Regions from separate parts of the Mus musculus genome. Here region 1 is linked to region 2. A link is a contact called in public HiChIP or PLAC-seq data. All regions are on one chromosome and are shown on one strand. Each heading gives the region's core, a stretch centred on a gene start, on an enhancer-like site or on the middle of the called end of the contact. The rest is flanking DNA. Distances are from core to core; before and after follow the strand shown.

Region 1 (6,649 bases), core at 1,926-4,425, 200 kb after region 2:
TGGGTTCAGTTCCCATCCCCCACACTGGGCTGATCGCACCTGGTTGCCATCCCAATTCCAGGGGCACCTGACAGCTCAGGCCTCTTCCACCAGTGATAGTCACATATACACACTCACACACAGAACTACACAGGTACACAGAGGTAAAAAATAATAAAGTAGAAATAAATGAGAAATGAATAATCCTGAGTTAGGTGTGGGAGGCAGAGGCTGGTGGAGCTGGAGGCCACTGTAATCTCCAAATTGAGTTCCAGGACATCTAGGGCTGTACAGAGAAACTCTGTCTTGAAAAACCAAATAAAGGCTGGAGAGTTGGCTCAGTGGTTAAGAGCACTGACTACTCTCCCAGAGGTCCTGAGTTCAATTCCCAGAAACTGCATGGTGGCTTACAACCATTTGTAATGGAATCTGATGCCCTCTTCTGGTGTGTCTGAAGAGATCGACAGCATACACATATACATAAGTAAACAAATAAATAAATTTAAAAAAAAACAAATAAAAAAGAGACATTCCTGCATCTTAAAAGAATTGTTACATTGATAAGTATATATGTATACACATATATTAACATGTAAAAATTGGTTGTTAATGTAATAAAAGACCAGGCCTGAAAGGGTAGTGAATATCATTAGTTAGTAGTTGTCCCTTTGTGTCAGTCAGTCTCCATCAATAAGCAGATAGTGATATTGTGTGTGGCAGTGGTGGCTCAGGCTTTTAATCCCAGCACTTGGGAAGCAGAAGCAGGCAGATCTCTGAGTTCAAGGCCAGCCACAGAGTTTCAGAATAGCCAGAGCTTCATTAGAGAAACCCAGTCTCAAAAACAAAACAGAACAAAATTCCCCAAACAAAATGCCAAAACCCAACAACGAAAGTGACGTTGTTTCCTAGTGTTGGATTCTCACAGTGCAGGAGCTCAGTGTGCTACCCTCCCTGCAGAAACGGGAGAGCCAGTCTTCAGAATTCTATCTGAAGAACCACTTTGTGTCTCTCATGACTGCTAAATGAAACACCTGTGTATGGTTATCTGAATACAACTTACATCTAATTATCCAAAGTCTAACTTGCTTTACACATGAACACGAAGCTGTTGGTGTTTTTAGTTCTAACAAATGAGGAGCACATTAAGAAATAATCTAGTGGTGTAACTAAGGGTAGATGCGTGTTGCCTACCGGAGAGAGACCAAAACACACTTCTTTCAATCAGTTAGTATTCATAACTTTCACATACATGAAGATTTTGTTCCAAGTGCTAGCAAATAACCATTTTATTATATTTTTAGAGCAATCATGTTTATGGAAATATAGATAATTTTACTGTATATTACTCTGTAACTTTTTTTTTTAACCTTTGAAGATTGAATTCAGGGTTTTGTGCCAGGAGGGACTTTATCATTTAGTTACGTTCCAGGCTTTAACTTTTTTTACTTAAAAAAAATGTATTTACTTATTTTATATATGTGAGTGCACCGTAGCTCTGTTCAGACACACCAGAAGATATCCCATTACAAAAGGTTGTGAGCCACCATGTGGTGGCTGGGAATTGTACTCTCGCCACTGAACTGTCTCTCCAGCACCTAACTTTTTTACTTTGAGACAAGGTCTCATACCACTATGCCCAAATGTGATATATATATATATATATATATATATATATATATATATATATATATACACACACACACATACACACCCATATATATGTATGTGTATATATATGTATACACATACACACACACATATATAATTTTTAGCAATTTCATTCCTGTGTAAAATAAGTTGAGTCATTTTTATGCCCCTCCCCCTGCCCCCCAACATTTCCTCTCTCTTACACCAAAGAAACTGGTCTGGTTGCCTTTTTTGTGGTTTTTTTTTTTTTTTTTCTGCCTCTAGACATGGTTTGTAGACCAAGCTGGCCTTGAACTCAAAGAGATACACCTGCCTCTGCTTTCAGAGTCCTGGCTTGTGTCACCACGTCCAGCGAGACTGAGACTTTAAAACTTCAATTTCTTTCCTTACATTTCCCTTTTCTGTTTTAAATCCTCCCCTTAAACCTTTTGCTTTCAGGCCTCAAGTGTGCCAGACTAGCGCCCTACCACTGTGTGACATCCACAGTCCCATCCTACGTATTTTAATCCTGGATTTGAAAACTTGGTTCCTTTCACTTCTCCAAACCCCACTACATGCACACACCCTAGAATGGGGACAGATTTGTGTTTTTGGTCTCTGTTGTATGCTCCCAGCATATGGCACTGAACTGGGTACCAAGGAGCTCAGCACTTATATGAATAGATGAAGAATATAGGCAATAAACAGAATCGACCGCTCCAGGAGCGCCACTTACACCAGAGTTCTGGGAGGCAACCCGGGAAGTTCAGTAAATTGATTTTGTTATTTAGAATTTCTCGGTGCTCGAACCGGCTGCGGTTGTATTATGTCCTTTGAGACGTGTTTACTTGTGCAGTTTGCGAACCTGACGCACACTTCTGTGCAGGCTGGAAGAGTTCTGTGCAGCCAGCAACAGTTTGCAGGTAAGTCCACATGCTTTCACATCATCAGCAACTCATGCTACTCTGACTGCCCGCGTTCTCTTGAGAAATGTGCACATGGCAATTCAGGTATTTCTTCACTGGCGATTTTCCAGTAAGGAGGATGAGCTCAGCTGTACTGGTGGTAAAGGACGTGCAAAGACCGGGAAACGAATTAACGCTCACTTTTCCAAAAGTATCAACTCCCCACTCTAGATCAAATCCCGCGCTCTTGCAATGCTCAACCTGATTCTACCACCATACCGCCCCCGTCAGATACCTATCTATGGCGGGCGGGGCAGAAAAAGACACGTCCTAGCTTCCTCCGAATCAGTTAAGTTTCGTAGAATTTTGGTTTCCTACATTTCAGCTAACATTAGTGAAAACCGCCGACCACATGACACAGTAGCCACACACGCGGGCAGAAGAGGAAGCAAAACAAGAAGAAAGCCGGCGCTCCAGTAGCCACGTGAGGAACGAGTTCCCGAGCGCCTTCTCTAGTGATGACTTCAATTCCCGGCCTGCCCCGGGGCGGTTACTATCGGAGGACTACAACTCCCAGGGTGCAGTGGACCAGTCCGCCGCAACCTCCCACTCGCCCGCCTGCCGCTTGTCCCGCCCCTCCCCCGCCCCGCCCAGCCGGATCGGCATGCGCCTGCGCAGCGGAGGCCGGAGGAGTCTTACCCTAATGTAAGATGGTGGCCCGTCTAGCCGTGGAACCCACCGAAAGCTGAGAGTCTCTCTCTCAGCCGTAAAGGTCGGACTCACTGAAGCAGTCAGGCCCGGTTCTGAAGAGTTTTTTCGCCGACTCTCGTTCATTGGTCTCCTGTGAGGACTCGGCAACGCGTGGAGTCGGCTAAGAGAAAAGCGAGGCAAGGCAGGCGGGTGAGTGTCTGCGGGGCTGGGCTTAGGGGAAACCCGGCGCTGACCGGCTACGAGAGAGCGGAGGCTTCGCTGGGACTGTGCAGGCCGCACCCCCCTTTCTCCCCACCCCCCCACCCCCGCCCGCCTCGTCTTCACCCTCCTCCTCCTCCTCTGGCTGCCTCCTCCTCCTCTTCTTCCTCCCTCTCCCCTCTACGCCACAGCAGTTATCACCAGGAAAAGGCAGCCGGGTTGGAGGCAGCGCGGCAGCGAGCGCCGGCTCTCCTTGGAGAATTTCTTCAATTGAGAACCCAAGAGGGCTTCTCATCACCAGTTTTCCCCGCATTTTTCTGGCAACAGTATCCTTAGGTCTTGGTCCTCCTGTTTCCCCAGCCTCCTTTCCCCTCTGACGTCCTTTCCTACTGGCCCCGGTCTCCCAAGCCAGAGCCATCATTTCCACTCTGACGGGTGCTGCTGCTCACTGCCCACCCGTCCTGCTTGGTGGGCTTTTTTGCCCCTTTTTGCCCCATCCCTTCCAGAAAGGCTGCTCTGGATCTAGCCTCTGCTCCCCTCTGGTGCTTGCAGTCAGCCCCCAGTCTGTCTGCCAGACCCGAGTTGATTCCGATGTGCAAGTCTCCTTTAACCGCATCTGTCATCTTAAAGCCACCTCGTGAGTATCTAAATCATGTTGCTGCTCCGTTGCTCCGTATAACCCACCTGTTTCTTAACCTACTTGAGAATTGTCGGTTCCTTCCCTCTTTCCAATGCAGACTCTTTGAGCACACACTCCAGGATAGGGGAGATGATGCCCCGTGTTGTTCCTTGAAAAGTAAAGGAAGTTAGGAAGTGAATGAAGTGAGTGGGAGACTATTAACGTTAAGAGAAAAGAGCTTTCTTCGGGCTACTCGGGAAAGGAATGTTTTGCTTTTTTGATCTTTTTGTTGCTCATTTGCTATCCTTTTTTACCCCTCTTTTCATTTTCGACCTTCTCCGTGCTACTCAGCATTCTCCTGAATTGCCATTCCTCAGGACACTTGATGTTGTCTCTGATTATACCCATAAAGATCAGCTTAGAATTTCAAAACCAGGTGAATCTAGCGCGCACACACACACTTCATCCCCGAACACCACATGCAAATAAATACAGATGGTATTTTGATTGTATGTGGGTTACAGATTCCTTTTGTATCAATTATTGGCTCCGTTATATTGATGTTTATGTTAATTGATAACATTTATTTGTGATGGGTGCAAATTTGACTTTTCCCCCCTCTCTTTTGATCTGGGAAATTCCCTCTTTTGACATTTCTAGGATAGGAGTTATCAGAATAAGTTGTATGGAAAAACACATTGGGTATGTATGAAGAGAAGTTGATATTTTGGGGTAAACTTAAATTCCTTTTTTTCCCATAGAAACTATGGGGGCTGAGAAAAGAAGTCACAAAGCTGAGCATACGCATGCTTCAATGGCACTTAGCTGTTATTACCTGTAGTAAGTAAGAGCTAGAAACTGAAGAGCAAGGGGTGGCTTATGGTCTCTACAGTAGAGTGAAAGCAGAATTGAAATGCACTAGTTTGTGTAATCAGGAGTTAGAGTATTTGCTATAATACACCACAGTGACATAAAGAATTACCAGAACAGCAAATAAGATTATATAGGTCAGATAAACACATGTCAAGTTTGAACATAAGACATTGTGTTCTTAATATATATATAAAAATATTTAAAGTCACAATAACAGTCTCATAATGAAGTATGTCGCTTATTGGGGGGAAATAGTAACAACTTAAGTGTAAATACAAACGCAGTTCTTCTAGTTACTTTCACACATTACTGTTATTGTAAATCTTACATATTTCACCTATAAAGCTTGACTATTCTTATATTTGATGTTATATTAAGTTGCTGTGAAAAGTTTTTAAAAATGTAAACTAAGGTTAGAAAAGCTGCTCATAAAGCTTCCTCTCCTTCCTCCTCTTCCTCCTCCTCCTCCCCCTCGGCTGTCTGTCTGTCTGTCTTTCTTTCGTTCGTTCTTTCTTTTGTTCTTTCTCTCTTTCCTTTTTTTTTTTAAGACAGGGTCTTTATGTAGCTCTGACTGACCAGCAATGTAGATCAGGCTAGCCTTGAACTTGAAGACAGTCACCTGACTCTTCATCTTGTCACTCATGGTCAAAGCTCTTTATTTCAGCCACTTAAGCCCCAATTTGGCAAAATGGAATAAATCCCTATTCTTCTAAAAAATTGGAAGCATTTTATATAAGCATCCATTGTTTTTAGTTATACCTTGAAGTTAAAAAGAAAATAATACTTTTCGTTTAGTTTACCAATAACTTGTCTTTAACTCCAAGTAAAAAGTAGATACTGGTGGAAAAGCTTGCCACTTTGAACAATCTTGTCTAGATACTCTTGGCAGTCATACTTGGCTGAATTGTAAGCAGTATGTTCTAAGGAGAATGTCTGATAGAAGGGGATGAGTGATTTTTTTTTAATGCATCTTTTCTTTTGTAAAGCTATTTGGCTCACTAAATATCGTAAATAATTTCTCTTCTTCCTCTGGGGTCATCAAATTCTTGCTTCTAGCATAGAGAAGATGTAAAAATGTTCTTTAACACATTGACAGGAGGAAGTAAGCTGAAGTTTATAAATATTTTTGTGTAGTCTTCATTTGTAACATTTAACATGGAGGCGTCATACTTAATGATTTTCTTTGATACTTTGTAGTTCTTTCTGCAAATTGAATAGCCAAAGTCTTCAAATGAATAGATTGTTTGTATAAGGTTTTTAAACATGAGTTATTTAAAGTTGGTTTACCATATAATTTTTTTGAAACTTGCATCTACAAACCTTTAATTTGATTAGGATGAGAGATATAATCAAACACCAAAATACAAAATAAAATTGTTTTGTGACACTTGTCAACTTCCTTCTAAATGGAAATACTAGAGGTAGCTTGCAGCCCATTACTTTGTTTTTGTTGTTCTGAAAGAAGGTCTTAACTATAGCTCAGGCTATCCTGGAACTGACTGTGTAAAAGAAGTTGTCTTCAAGCACAGGGTAGTCATCCTGTTTCAGCTTCCTTAGGCTGGAATTACATGTGTGAGCTACCATGTACACCAGTCCTGGATAACTCACTATTTTGTAAAAGACAGAGGGCATTGCCAAAAGATGAGCTCTTAGCATTAGGAGAATTTTACTTACTTGTTTGGTACTAGGCTAGACTATGGACGTTAAGTGGCCCCCTGCATATTAGACAGTGGCTTCA
Region 2 (6,750 bases), core at 2,712-5,211:
AGAGAAAAAAAATAACACTAAATTCCAGACTCATTCAGTAACATTGCCCAAGTTACTTCAGCTGCTAGACTAGGAGGTTCCATTAATGTCAGATCTGCTCCACGGAAGCATAGACAATAAATATTCTCAAGTCAGCTGGACACATAGCTTGGATTGGCTGTTTGGTTGTGTTTGGTTTGTAACTAGGAGTATATGGAAATCTTTCTTAAGACTTAATTTTTAATTAAATGTATGCGTTATGTCTCTGTGGGTGTTTATGTGCACATGACTGCAGTGTCTGCAGAAGGCCAGAAGAGGGCGCTGTACTTGTGCCCGGGAGCTGGACTTGAAGCTATGCATTGCCCAGTACAGATGCTGGAAACTGAGCAAGCGATCTTAAGTGCTGATCTGTCAGGACCTGTGCAGCAGCAGATCTTAAGTGTACAGCTCAGTGACTTCTATGTGCATGTACCTATGCCTGCATATTGACTACAAATCCTTGGCAACCCCCAAAAATCCCCTCACCCTGTTTTACTCAGAGTCAACCCTTTTGATAAATATCTTTTTCTTTCCATCGTGAGAGCTTAGTTCTATCTACTCCTTGCATGGTTAAAATCATACTCTTTTGTCTCATATACTTCCTGTGTGTGCTACAGCACATGTTGTGGTAATGTTTTGCTCCTTCTAGTGTGGGACAATGTTGCACCCTAGTTGCAATGTTGTATGAATGCACCCTCTTGCATTTATCCATCCCTTTATGGAGGCTATTCGGGTTGTTTTCAGGTTTTGGCTTTTGTGGCTATTGAGTCTAAAGAGTTGGGGGAGGGCTCTGCTGTTGTTGATGTTAACTTAGCATGAATTGATTCCTCTCCAAACAAAAGCTAATCAAGCCCTCCTCCAAAGGTCTCCAAAGCACTGAGTCAGGAGGAAGTGTTAGCGCCCCAGATGACCTTTTCAGCCCTAAACCTCTAATCTCACTCTTTGTGCCAGGTGGCTGCTGGTCTGGGCCTGCTTGGCCCGCACACCAGAGGCCTTTATCTGTAGTCAGCCCAGAGGGTGGTTATCTCTAAACAGGGATGTGACCTCTGCACCTGAAAACTCAAGACCAGGGATTTCACTCAAGTATAAGAAACACACCAATCTCTTACCTCTTCAGATGGCATTTATTCCCTAACGGGGGAGAGGGGTTTGAAATGACCATCTTCCCCCGACCAGCAGCAGCTTTAAAAAAAAAAAAAAAAAAAAAAAAAAAAACCACCTTTCTGCTTTGGTTTAAATATAGTTTTCCCATCCAAACCCCTTCTGACTTCACTCTAGCGCAGGGGCAGGCCCAGAATGGCTTTGAGACACAGGAGCATCTGGGAGAGGACTAGGATCCCAGGAGGAATTAACACTATTTCTCCTGGAAAGGGGCTCTCAATCTCTCAAGACTCAATTGGTTACCAAGAGAATGGTTGTTATAAAGCAAGCCTGAGAGCCCCTCTCTTTCTCCCCCTCTCTCCATCTCCTCCGTCTCTTGCATGAGTGTCTCCTTGCCTTTCCATTTCTCCCAGAACTCCAGTGAAGCTCTGTTTTGTTGTTGTTGTTGTTTTGTTTTGTTTTGTTTTGTTTTGTTTTGTTTTGTTTCAAGACAGGATTTCTCTGTGTAGCCTTGATGTCCTGGAACCCACTCTATAAACCAGGCTGGCCTCGAACTCCTAAGGACCCTCCTGCCTCTGCCTCCCAAGTAAAGATTAAAGGTGTGCACCACTACCAGCTCACAGTGGGGCTCTTATCAAAACCAAGTAGATGCCCTTAAACTCCCCGAACCAAAATATTTTTCTTCTCATTATAAGTTACCCAGCTTCAGGTATTCTGTGGTAGTACCAGAAAGTGGGTTAAGTAACTTACTCTCTTGCCTCCATGAAAATCAGCATCAGCTCCTCCTAGGGATGTAGGAAGAACAAAGCCCACAGTGGAGCCAAGGACCTGGTCTTCCTCCAAAGCTCCTCCATCAGGCGCACTTTCTGGGTCCTGCACTGCATCCTACCTTGCTCTTATCCTGATTTGTATGTTTGTCTAATCCTGCTGCTACAGGCTGAACCTAAGTGCGGCATAGCATCTCACTCCATCCCAGAGGAGGCATCCTTGGACGTGCAAAGAAAAGCAAGCAATTATTTGAATGATAATGCACATTTAACCTATGAGGATCTGCCAAGCCATAAGCACTGAACAGCCCGAAATCAGAATTACTACATTTGTAGGACCAAGCATCTTACACCGGCACCCACCAATCGCTTACAGGAGTGATCCGTGATCCATATTCATTGTTGGTTTGGCAGGATTTAGAATTACTGAGGAGACAAGCCCCTGGGCCTGTCTGTAGGGGATGATCTAGATTAGATCCATTGAAATAGGAAGGTTCATCCTAACTGTGAGTTGAACCATTCCATGGACTGGGGTTCCTAACTGAATAAAAACAAAGGGTTGTCTAGAGAGATGGCTCAGCGGTTGAATGGCACCTGCTGTTCTTACAGACAGCTCAGGTCTGGTTCCCAGCACGCACAGGCTGGCTCACAACCATCTGCAACTCCAGTTCCAAAGGATCTGATGGCCTTCCTGGATACCAGGCACTAACGTGGCATGTGCTGTGTGTGTGCGTGAGTGCAGGAAAACACTCACACATATAAATAAATAAATCTAAAAAGGAAAACAACTAATGAGGCCAATATTCATCTCTCTGCTTCTTGATTGTCAGTGCCTGTGACCAGCCACACCCCCTGCCATCATGCCTTCCTGGCCATAATAAACCAAACCAAGACCTTCCTTCTTTAAGTTGCTTCTTGTTGGGTATTTGGTCACAGCTGGGGAAAAAATACCTAATATATCTCCTAAGGTGAGGTCGGCAGACTGCAATCAAAACACCTTGTACAGGATGCTGGAGGCACCAGTTCTGCCCCAGTCCCTCTGGGCTCACCCTTGATCTTTCTCCTCCTCCACTCCTCTCCTGTGGAAGCTAGTCCCTGCTCTCTACTGATCTCTCTTTTGTGGGCTCAGGAGAAAAGAATAGAGAACAAAGAGATGTCGAGGAGGCTGCTAAAGAGCTTTTGCTCAAGGCACTCAGGTCCCTGTATCCTGCTTTAGAAACTATTTTCCCCTAAACATCACCCCACACATGTCTTCTGGGGACCACAGTCCATCCAGTGCACCTCTGGATTCAAGGTGGCATGCCACCCACCTGGCTTTACTAAGGTCTGGGAGGAAATGGTTCCCTGGGATGCTAAGGAGCTGGTGGAAGCCCCTGAACTCAAGGCTCCCAGCCCAATAGCAGGCAGAGCTAGTCCTGGTCTGGAACTGTCCTTTCCCTAGGCTGGGCTCATCCTCAGCACATAAAAGCCACAACATTGTGTAAACAGCCAGACAGTGCCATCCCACATCAGCCCATACCTGCCAGGGCTCTCAAGTGTTTTTCTGACCTCTCCCGACCCCCGCCCACCTCTTGTTCTTACTGGAAAAATTCCTCCCCAGAGTTTCCAAATTCAAAAGGGAGAAAAGGAAGATTCCCTTCCATTTTGATTGTGGATGAAAATAAATCCATTGTAAGTTTCTTACCCCAAATCAGATTCGCTAACGAACTGGTCCAGGGCTGTTAAGGACAAATGTGAATGTTTTCAGAGGTGTTTTTGGAAAATCACGGACAGTGGCCAGGAGACGAACCTGCTGAGCTGTGGTTATTGGCATCGTGATTCAAAGCAGGAAATTCCTTACATAACTCACCCTCTCCCAAGCCTGCTGGGAGCAGGAGAGTCCAACTCCTCCCTGGGCTCCCTTCTGTTCCCAGACTGCTACCCACTGGGCCTGAACATGGCTGACCATCTACTTACTAAGCCAGAGCAAATGTGCATGCCTATCCTTCAAATCCCTTCAAGGCCAGACTCTAGGGGAGAAGATAAGGAAAATACTAACCACTCCCTCCATAAGGCTCCACGTCTTCTCCTTCTATGCAATGTAACCAGTGAGCAAATAAGATACCCTCTCCAGGCAACATTCCATTCTAGAATATTCCTTCTGGTACCATACCAACCCCCACCTTCCACTTCTCTAACCTCTAAGGATCTAAGACAGACAGACAGACACGCAGACAGACAGATGGACACACACACACAGAATCTATCAGTCTGGGTAGGCTAATTACTACAACAAGCACCTCAGTGAACGAACACAATGACAGTTTCACATTTGCTCACATTTAATAGCTGCTCATCTAAGCTGAGCCATGACTACACAGGGGACTTTCATTTGCTTTCTAAGCTATATTTTCTGCTTTCTAAGTCACAGTTCTTTAAGGAACCGTAGCTTGCACATTTTTTATGGAAGCAAGAGTTCTCCTCGGTTCTTCTTTACAGTTTGGAGTATAAGGAACAGATCCCAAAGTGCACTGTGTGAACCCCACAAAGTTGGCAGAGATCCGGTCCGTCATGTTCAGTCAGTGCCGCCATTAGCGGGCCTAACCCTTTCTCCACTGACACGCTGCTCTGGCAAGCAGAGCTTCCGGCCTCACAGACACATGGAAGCTGAATTGCCCAAAGGATTCTTGCGCCTGGCAGAGAATACTCTGCGCACATGGACATTGCAGGAGGACATTCTGGCCTGGCCTGGCCTGACACAAGACTACACGTATCACTGAGTCACTGATGATGGCAGTCCTAGCGGGATGAATGGATGCGTCGTCTGCCTTGGAGGCCAGCACTCTGTGACTCCATCTGTGCTTCTGTTGTCAAACCAAATTACCTCACTTATGGATTTAAAATAGAATCCAGACCAAAGGTGCTGGCTGTGTAGACAGGGAGGGAGGATTCAGTAGACGCGATTCTGGGTACCAAGCCAGAAGAGAAGGCTGGAAGCTGACACAGGCATTCCCACTGTTCAAAACCTGTGGCTTCTTTCTACATTCCTTTGCTCATTCATTCAACACTTTACCTACAGACTGAATGGGTCTATTCCCTTGGGCATGTCTGACTCCCGTGGACCATGTCACCAAACCCGCTTGCCTTTTGGCTGCCATTTAGGTCAGGGTATCAGGAGGCAAGAGGTATAAACAGGAAGTTGAAAGGAGAGAGTCTGAAGAGTAACAGCAGGAAAATCGCAAAACATGAGGTTGCCCAGCTTTAGAGCCAATCAGAGCTGAGGTTGCCCAGCTTTAGAGCCAATCAGAGCTGAGGTTGCCCAGCTTTAGAGCCAATCAGAGCTGAGGTTGCCCAGCTTTAGAGCCAATCAGAGCTGAGGTTGCCCAGCTTTAGACCAATCAGAGCTGAGGTTGCCCAGCTTTAGAGCCAATCAGAGCTGAGGTTGCCCAGCTTTAGAGCCAATCAGAGCTGAGGTTGCCCAGCTTTAGAGCCAATCAGCAAACATCCAAGGAAGCCCTATTCTCTCAAGGTCCTTTGGACAATCCTTTAGATTTATAAAATAAGTTCTATGAGCAAGCATGACACCAGAAGCCGGCTAGTATCAGAGCCAGGAGAACTAACTTCATAAGATGCAATCGTGTGCTGGGTCAGCTCCTACCATGCAGGATGCCCAAGAGCCCATTGTTAGAATTTCAGAAACTTGAAAGCTGCTTTCTAAACCACTTAGTAGCTTCAGGTCAGCCTTAGTGGGAGTATGTTCATCAGAGAAATTGGCAGGCAAACTAGGTTTTCTCCCCAGTCCCTGAGAACGGATTAACCAACCCTCTATTTAAGGGTTCTAGAAACAGAAGGCTGTGAGGCCGGTTAGAGGAGTCATTTTGCATGCATAATCTCATAGGCTCAGGCTGAAGCCCCAGGTCTCCTAACAGAGTGACCTTCGGTAGATTTTTTTGACCCCTCTGAGCCTGTTTCTTATTGTGTCTATAGTGTCTATGCGCTGAATACAGAGTCTGTAGCAGGTATTGGTCTCAGCTCTTACACATATTAATTCCATTCCTAATAGCATTCTTCAGAAAGGAAACTACCTGTCTCCTCGTTCTGCAGAGAGGGAAATGGAGGCAAAGGTTGGGTGGAGGAACCACACTAAGACTTCACAGCTAGTAGCTGTCAGAATAACAAGAGCAGGCAGCCTGCCCCTGAGCTTTGCCTGGCTTCCAGCCCTGCACTGCCTGATCCGGTGGTCACTGGCCACCCCACACTACAGAGAGCTTCATCTTGGTTGACTGATATTGAGGATACAATCACATGTCGCAGACTGCACACAGCCTGGTTTCTGCTCTACTGCAGCCAGGCTTCCCTTAAAGTCTTGCCATCATCCTTTAGGAGGTGTTAAACTTACAAGAGGGTTTGGCTTGAGTTTCTAATTCAACAAAGAAAAATAATAAACTGTTTATTATTTGGAACCGAAAGGTTCCTGAAACTGATATCTGAAACAGCGATGTGTCTGAAGACAGCAGCACAGCCAGGTAGAACTCAATTAGCAAGCAGATTGCTCTTTGAGCCACCTGCACTGTGTGGGAAATGTGGTCTCCTTTGAATGGGGAGTAGCCGTGGTCCTCGCTTGTGCATTGTCTATAAGATGTTTATACGTGTACAAAAGTTTTGTCGTGATCTGAGACTGGAGGCCTTTACTTTTAAACTTTAATTTCAATTTTCTAAACAAGTAGTAACACAATGGGGCCACTTCCTGCTTACAGTGAGTGTTAGAAGCTTCGATTTGTGTGCATTGCGTGTGTGGTTTCTCAGACCCGGAATATTCAGGGGTGAAGAGGGGTGGCAAGAACTACGCATGAGCCGTGAAAATAGTCATTAATGGAATTAGTCT

What was found. HiChIP or PLAC-seq counts read pairs in DNA pulled down with a chosen protein or histone mark.
Region 1: an HNF4G HiChIP or PLAC-seq map of pancreatic cancer cells shows a contact between it and region 2. The contact joins the promoter of Cnot4 here to the promoter of 1700065J11Rik in region 2. A contact is called at or near these places in 1 of 39 promoter capture datasets (hippocampal neurons) and 1 of 115 datasets of contacts at active chromatin or transcription factors (pancreatic cancer cells).

What each region holds. Positions count from the first base shown.
Region 1 is chr6:35,130,263-35,136,911 of GRCm38.p6, reverse strand. Cnot4 (CCR4-NOT transcription complex, subunit 4) reads left to right here and starts at 3,175. Exons shown (of 12, transcript NM_001164413.1): 1 at 3,175-3,410. Gm33046 (a long non-coding RNA gene) reads right to left here and starts at 3,381. Exons shown (of 5, transcript XR_868974.2): 1 at 3,210-3,381; 2 at 2,342-2,664.
Region 2 is chr6:35,328,057-35,334,806 of GRCm38.p6, reverse strand. It overlaps 1700065J11Rik (RIKEN cDNA 1700065J11 gene), which reads right to left and starts at 3,961. Exons shown (of 3, transcript NR_040526.1): 1 at 3,925-3,961.